Linked DNA regions of Mus musculus: region 2 is linked to region 1. Evidence: chromatin contacts called from public Hi-C data. All regions are on one chromosome and are shown on one strand. Each heading gives the region's core, a stretch centred on a gene start, on an enhancer-like site or on the middle of the called end of the contact. The rest is flanking DNA. Distances are from core to core; before and after follow the strand shown.

Evidence for each region. A called contact is a pair of places that touch in the nucleus more often than the background predicts.
Region 2: a contact with region 1 is called in a Hi-C map of liver, with 2.1 times the contacts expected there. The contact joins two enhancer-like sites. A contact is called at or near these places in 3 of 39 promoter capture datasets (liver and neutrophils), 5 of 484 Hi-C or Micro-C datasets (all in liver) and 1 of 115 datasets of contacts at active chromatin or transcription factors (bone marrow-derived macrophages).

The regions. Positions count from the first base shown.
Region 1 is chr11:89,993,315-89,996,451 of GRCm38.p6, reverse strand. The region is part of intron 1 of Pctp (phosphatidylcholine transfer protein); the gene reads left to right. Among named protein-coding and RNA genes, the nearest start is that of Pctp, 8.0 kb to the left of the region's middle. Within about 2 kb of position 1,616, at least 5 of the 459 cell types and tissues checked have an H3K27ac peak or open chromatin away from gene starts, as enhancers often do. A contact at or near this core is called in liver, where this site is marked.
Region 2 is chr11:90,340,891-90,344,027 of GRCm38.p6, reverse strand. It overlaps Hlf (hepatic leukemia factor), which reads left to right. Exons shown (of 4, transcript NM_172563.3): 4 at 3,054-3,137. Among named protein-coding and RNA genes, the nearest start is that of Hlf, 48 kb to the left of the region's middle. Within about 2 kb of position 1,552, at least 10 of the 459 cell types and tissues checked have an H3K27ac peak or open chromatin away from gene starts, as enhancers often do. A contact at or near this core is called in liver, where this site is marked.

The DNA of each region.
Region 1 (3,137 bases), core at 367-2,866:
CTTTCGGGTGAGGGTAGAAGCTTTCAGCTACCTTCCTCTCTGGCACCATGTCTGCTTGCCTGCCTGCACGCTTGCTACCAGATCCTCAGCCCCTGGGATGGTAGTGAAGTCATTCCTGAGACTGTAAGCAAACCTCCAATAAACCCATCTATAAGTTGCCTTGGTCATGGTGTCTCTGCTTAGCAATAGAAAAGTAAGATGCTCACCAGGAATCCAGAGAGGCTCCATTATTCTCAGAGAACCTCATGGTCCTTTCTCTTTGCATTTTAACAAGGCTTTGCATTCCTCTAGTGTTTTAGGGAAGTTATACATAGTCACATTGTGTTCCCCAATAGCCGTAAGTTGTAACATTGTTCTGCCATTCTGTTTTAAAGTAATGTGAAATAAAGACTCCATCCAGACCTAGCAGAGACTTTCAGGAGTCGGGTGGCTCTTGCAGTGGGGGCAGCTCTTTGGCTCTAAGGCCTTCAGCCTGGTGACAGTTAGGCATGTGAGTTTCTCTTCTAAATAATAGTATCTCGGGTTAGGGAGAACCATGCATGGGAAATGAAGAGAAAAGATGGTGATATTGGACAAGAAAGCAGAGAGTCCTTTGCTCCTGTTCAACAAAGGGAGTGTAGGCTGGCTCAAGGTAGGCAGAGTTGGTCAAAGATCAGGGCCTTGAAGCGAGGAGAAAAGTTCATTTAGCTAGTTTAACAAATATTTTCCTTTGATTGATCAGTGTGGAGAGGCAGCCCAGCTAATGGGTTATGAAGCTAAGAAAGGGACTTCGGAGAATCTGCTCTTTTGAGTCCGTCCTGCCATATGGAGAAATGGTTTTCCGTTGTTGTTTTGCATTTCCTTTGTAGTCAGTATATTATATACCAAAAAGGATGGAGAGCTGGCATTTTCAATGTTTCTTGTGTGAGCTCACGCACATCCACATGTGTCCCTCTTTATTTACTTACATTTGTGCGTGCCTACACGAGTTTACATGTGCATGCAGATGCCCGTGGAAGACTGAAGAGAGTGCTGGCTGCCCTGGAACTGGAGCTGTAGGAAGTTGTGTACTACCCAGTGTGGCTGCTGGGAACTTAACCCACGTCTTTTGCAAGAACAGCAAGCGCCCTTAACTGCTGAACTATCTCTCCCACCTTCCACCCTGGTTTTTCAAGGGTGCCGGGGATCCAGAATTATGTCCTTATACTTACAAGGCCATTTTTCTTTAGACTTTCACCATTTCCTAGTATCAAAAGTTTCAAATAAAATTCTGCAGTGTCAGTGAGCACCATTTTGGGTCAATTAAGATTGCTTTTAGGAGCAAGTAAGAAAAAAGACAACAACAACAAAACAAAACAAAACAACAACAACAAAGCTGGACTGAGGCTGCCCCAAATCAAGCTACCTTGTTGTCCTGCATAGCTGATAACTCAGAGATCTGTACATATCAGTTTAGCTGACCCATCATGCCAGAAACTCTGAGCCTTTCTCCTCTGCTATTTATTTGTTGCTTTTCAGTCCTAGAAGAGTTGGCACAGATCCAAATATCAGGTCCCCATTTGGAGTAGGGAGAGAGTGTCACTTGGATGCTCTCCAGCACAGGAGAGGAGAAATGTTCAACCAGTCCCTTGGTTGAACAGGCATAAAGGACTCTGCTCTGTTGTCCAATCATGCCATCTTTTCTCTTCATTTCCCACGCATGGTTCTCCCTAACTCATTGCAAGAGCCACCCGATTCTTGAATACTCACTAGCCATTCACATGCTCCTGGGGGCTCTCCCGGAAGGGGGGAAGTGGGTGTGCACCATATCACTTCCCCCACCCCCACCTGGTTCTTCTGGCAACTGTGTTCCATGCATGATACTGGCAAATTCACTGCCATCCACATAACCTTTCAGTATTTGAAGTGTAGGAAACGGTCTTAGAAATGGAGCATTAGACACCCAGTATGGTTTGCTGTAAATGGGGGATGTGAGACATTTTTAGAGGTAGCTGTGGGAGACTTCAGGAAAATCCAAACCACTCTTGCAGAAACATATTTGGAGTTATTTATTACAGTGTGGGTAAGCTTGGAAAAATACCCGAAACAAAAATTTTCCAATTATTTGTAAATCTTAATTTTTTAAAAGGCCTGATACGTTGTTAATATAAATTCCACTGAGATAAAACTAAGCATTGTGTTTTTCTATGCCAAACCGTAAAAGAGTGGTACTTAGTCTCCGGGAGCTGCTTCTTCGCTGTTTCTGAGAACAGAGTCTGGTGTATACATTTTCTAAATATTTGAAGAGGGCAAACAGCCCTTGAATGTTAACATTTCCTAACACTCATCTCTGGGAAAACTTCCCTATTGAAAAAATGGACTAGGGTTGTGAACAAAGAGTTTTATGATCATTTTGGAAATACTCATTTCTATAAAATATTCTGAAACAGACTTTCCATAGTCTCAATATACTAGTAAATGTAAGAATAATTCCAGCTGTTGATACTATATCATATCCATTCATTCATGAAGACAAACATCTGCTCCCTTTAAATAAATACTATCAACTATTATTAATAGATACTTATTAACTGTGAGGTTACATGTCACTCATTAAGTAGTTCATAATGTCTTCGGACTTCCTACAATGAATATGTATAATTTTTACAATGATGAAAAATCACTTTTTCTTTTAAAGGATGAAGTAAAAATGAGTATGTTTGCTGAACACATTTAGAAATCACTAGTGGGAAAGTGCTTTGATCTGGGAGTTTGGGCCAGGCTAGGGAGCTCAGCAAAGGTGGGACTGAGAAACCAGGAAGGGGGCAGGCAGCGAGGGTCTTGTTCCTCTGGAGTGCTGGTATTTTTCAGTCCTGACGCAATGGGAGAGACTAAAGGAAGTCATCACAATAGTTCATTCTTCTGGGTTCATGTAGGTTGGGTAGGTCGTTCTATTTTTCTCTTTGTCTTTTCTGGTCCTCTTCTGTGACACAGATAGGATCAGGGTCACGGAAGGTTGTAACTGCATTCAGGAAGGGCCGGGACCTAGTCTAAGAAAATCGTTTGCCTTAATTTTTGTAGATACCCACAGTTAATCATCGAAGTCCCCACCCCATGATCATTATCTTAACACATAAGAATCCTGGTTTTGGTGAACATATGTAGAAAATAGGACTTCT
Region 2 (3,137 bases), core at 303-2,802, 350 kb before region 1:
GGAGCTGCTGAGATGCAGGAAGAAGAGCTGTGAGGGTCTCTCCCTTCAGTAGAGAGGACTGAGCCCGGGGTGGGTGGGAGACAAGGTGTGTGTGGCTCTCAGCACTGAAGGACAAGTTAACCAGAAATAGAGTGGGGAGGAACGTACCAAGAATGCTGTTGAACACAAGTGCTTAGCTTTTTCTCCGAAGCTGGCCTTCTGGGTTAGCATCTATACTGAGGGAGACCTGAATGAGGACATACTGGGATTCCTTGCTGATAGTGCACATCACATTTATTTCTTACCACTCTTAATGAATGACCCATTCATTCACTTGGCAAACATCTTTCAGAGGCTCAGGGGACTCTAGTGTTTGCCAGCATTAGCAGCACACTCGATCTCATAGAAATTCTAGTCTGTAGAGAAAAGAGCAGTGTCATCTGTTAGAGGTAGGTGATGAGTGGGTCCCTGAGTGAAGGTCACTGGGAAGCCAGAGGGCGTCAGCTCTGAGCAGGTACAGGATGGGCCAGGGGATCCAGTGTCAATTCCATCATTCCCACTAGAGTTCTTGCCTCCCTGTCTCCAATCAAAAAAGAAAGAAAAAAAAAAAAAAAAGAAAGGAGGCAAGCTGGTGCTTCTAGACCAGGATATCCCTTCTCCCATCATTCCCATTTTTTCCATCCTTTCTTACAGCTCTGTTCTTTGCTTCCCTCCTACTGAAGAGTCTTTTGCTAGCTCATCTGCACATACGAGCAGGTGAGGCTGGGGAGGAAGGCACTTTACAAGTGATAAGAATGCTAAGAAGCCTGAGCCAGAACTCCCAATGAGAACTGAGTGTGAAGAGTTAGTTGGTGATTCATTGGCCCTTAAAGACATGGTCAGAATTGTCACAGAACACTAGAGCCATTCTACCACTTCCCAAGGCTGTGCTCATGTATAGCCTCACCTCCTGCCCTCGTGTGCCCTGAGCGTTGGCTCTGATCCATTCGGACTCAGCCGTTCAGCAGAACGTTCTTGGAAACCATACTCCTGGGCATATTGACAAGTGTGGTAGACTTCCTGATACTAACTATAAAGGGGGACAGAATGGAGGAGGACACCCAAGTCCCACCAAGAGCCTCCATCAGAGCTGGGTGCTTCACTGTTGTGCAGATACCTCCATTATGTGATGTCACTGGGTTTCCCAGGACCTCCCAGCCATCCTCCCTTTCTGCCCTTCCCACCAGCTTTGAGAAGCACAAACAGCAAATTCTATCAACAACCACAGCAAGCTCATCCAGGCATTCTCCCAAGGGCTCCCTCCTCCCTAAGAAGAATTTGCAAACCAGCTGTTACAAAGATGCCCTTTTGATCCCGTTACACATTATAAAATGTATAGAAATCTCGAGGCAATTTATGAACAAAGGATAGTCTTGTGACCAGCAGGCAGGAAGTGCCTTCACACACTTTCCATCTCACACATGGTCTCCACACAAGGTGCATGTCTGCTGAGGAGAGTGGACTGGTAGGCAGAGGCACAGGCAGAGCCAGAGAGAGTGGACAGAGACAGACCACTGATCCTGACCTTTGTTTTGCAACCTTTGAGCTTCACCCATGTGAGTGACTTCCTCCAGTGCCAACTGCCCTTGGCGTCTTGAGAGAGGGCAGGAATTAGCCTCGCCTACCAATTCTAGGCGATATGAACTAAAGTATCAGCTTTGCTAAGACAGAGATATTTGCTGGAGCAAGTTGATGATACAAAAGGAGTTGCAAAAATTCCATTTGGCACCGTCCCCTCTGTGGATTAAGAAGATCCAAACTATCCCCCACCGTCCACCTAGGGAGCTTTCCTTTCTTTTGGTAGGGGGAGCAATGATGGAGAAAGATATGAGAATTCCGGATTGGGTAATTGAAACCCAGCAAGTAGTTACGCAGGAAATTAGAATACATTATTTAAATGTTAGCCATTGGTAGGAGTACATTGAGTAATGAAAGTCAATATATTTTTTTAATTTCTGTTTTCAATTACTGAAGTGCACATAGCCCTTATGTGACATTCTGATAGCTCAGGATATAAACTAAAAGGGTGGGTGAGCCTCCTCATGTGTGTTGCCTCCCTGATTTCGTCCCCCTTATGGTGGGACCTATATTAGCCACTATAAATCGATCTGGCCATGTCTGTATTAGTAAAGCATAATGTTAGACAAACTGTGATGAACATGCATGCTCTCCAGCAGATTGCTGTCGTTTCTACACATATCACAGGTCATCACACACATCTTTGCAGTCCCCACCCCATCTCAGGTCTTTATTTTTAAAATCTGTAGAGTATATCTTTATGTGACTATGATGATGTAGTTATCAACCCTACTATAGATGATTCGTTTTTTTCACATTTTTGACTTTTGCAAATAATTTTATAACCAAGAATGCATCTGTGTCTATGAACATGGAGAATGCTAGATGAAATCATAGAGGTGGAGTGGCTGGCTATAGCAACATTATATTCATTAAGATAGATTGTAGAGAGACTTGGCATGGTGGTGCTAAGGAGTCAATGGCAGGAGGATCAGGAGTTCAAAACCACCCTTGGTTACATAGTAAGTTCAAGACCAGCCTGGGATATGTAAGACTTTATCTTAAAAAGGGGGCGTTAGTTAATTTAAAATTTACATGTGTCTACCTTTGAGAGATAGCACCATATTGCCTTCCAGTGACACAGTCCCAACTTAGAGAAGCCTACATGTGTACTCATAGGATTAAAGTAAGTTAAAAAAGAAAAGTTCAACAAAGAAAGTGAAGAAAATTGGAATGGAATTTAGGGAGTGTGGTGAGCCTTTGGCATTCAGCTGAACTCTCCGCTCTCCTGTACTGGCACACAACTGCATTGGGCAAAGCCTGTTGCGACAGGTTGGTCCTTTCTCTAGGACCAAAGCCATGGCTGGCAGATCATACCCTCAGACATGTAGAAGCTGAAAAGGAAGGAGACAGAAATGAAGAAACCCAGGCTGGTATCTCAGCACACCCCTGGCTGCCACCCAGTGCTGCTGAAACCTAATATCTTGTTTCTTTTTCCTTCTGTAACTAATGAGCAGGATGACAAGTACTGGGCGAGGCGCAGAAAGAACAACATGGCGGCCAAGCGCTCCCGTGATGCCCGGCGGCTGAAGGAGAACCAG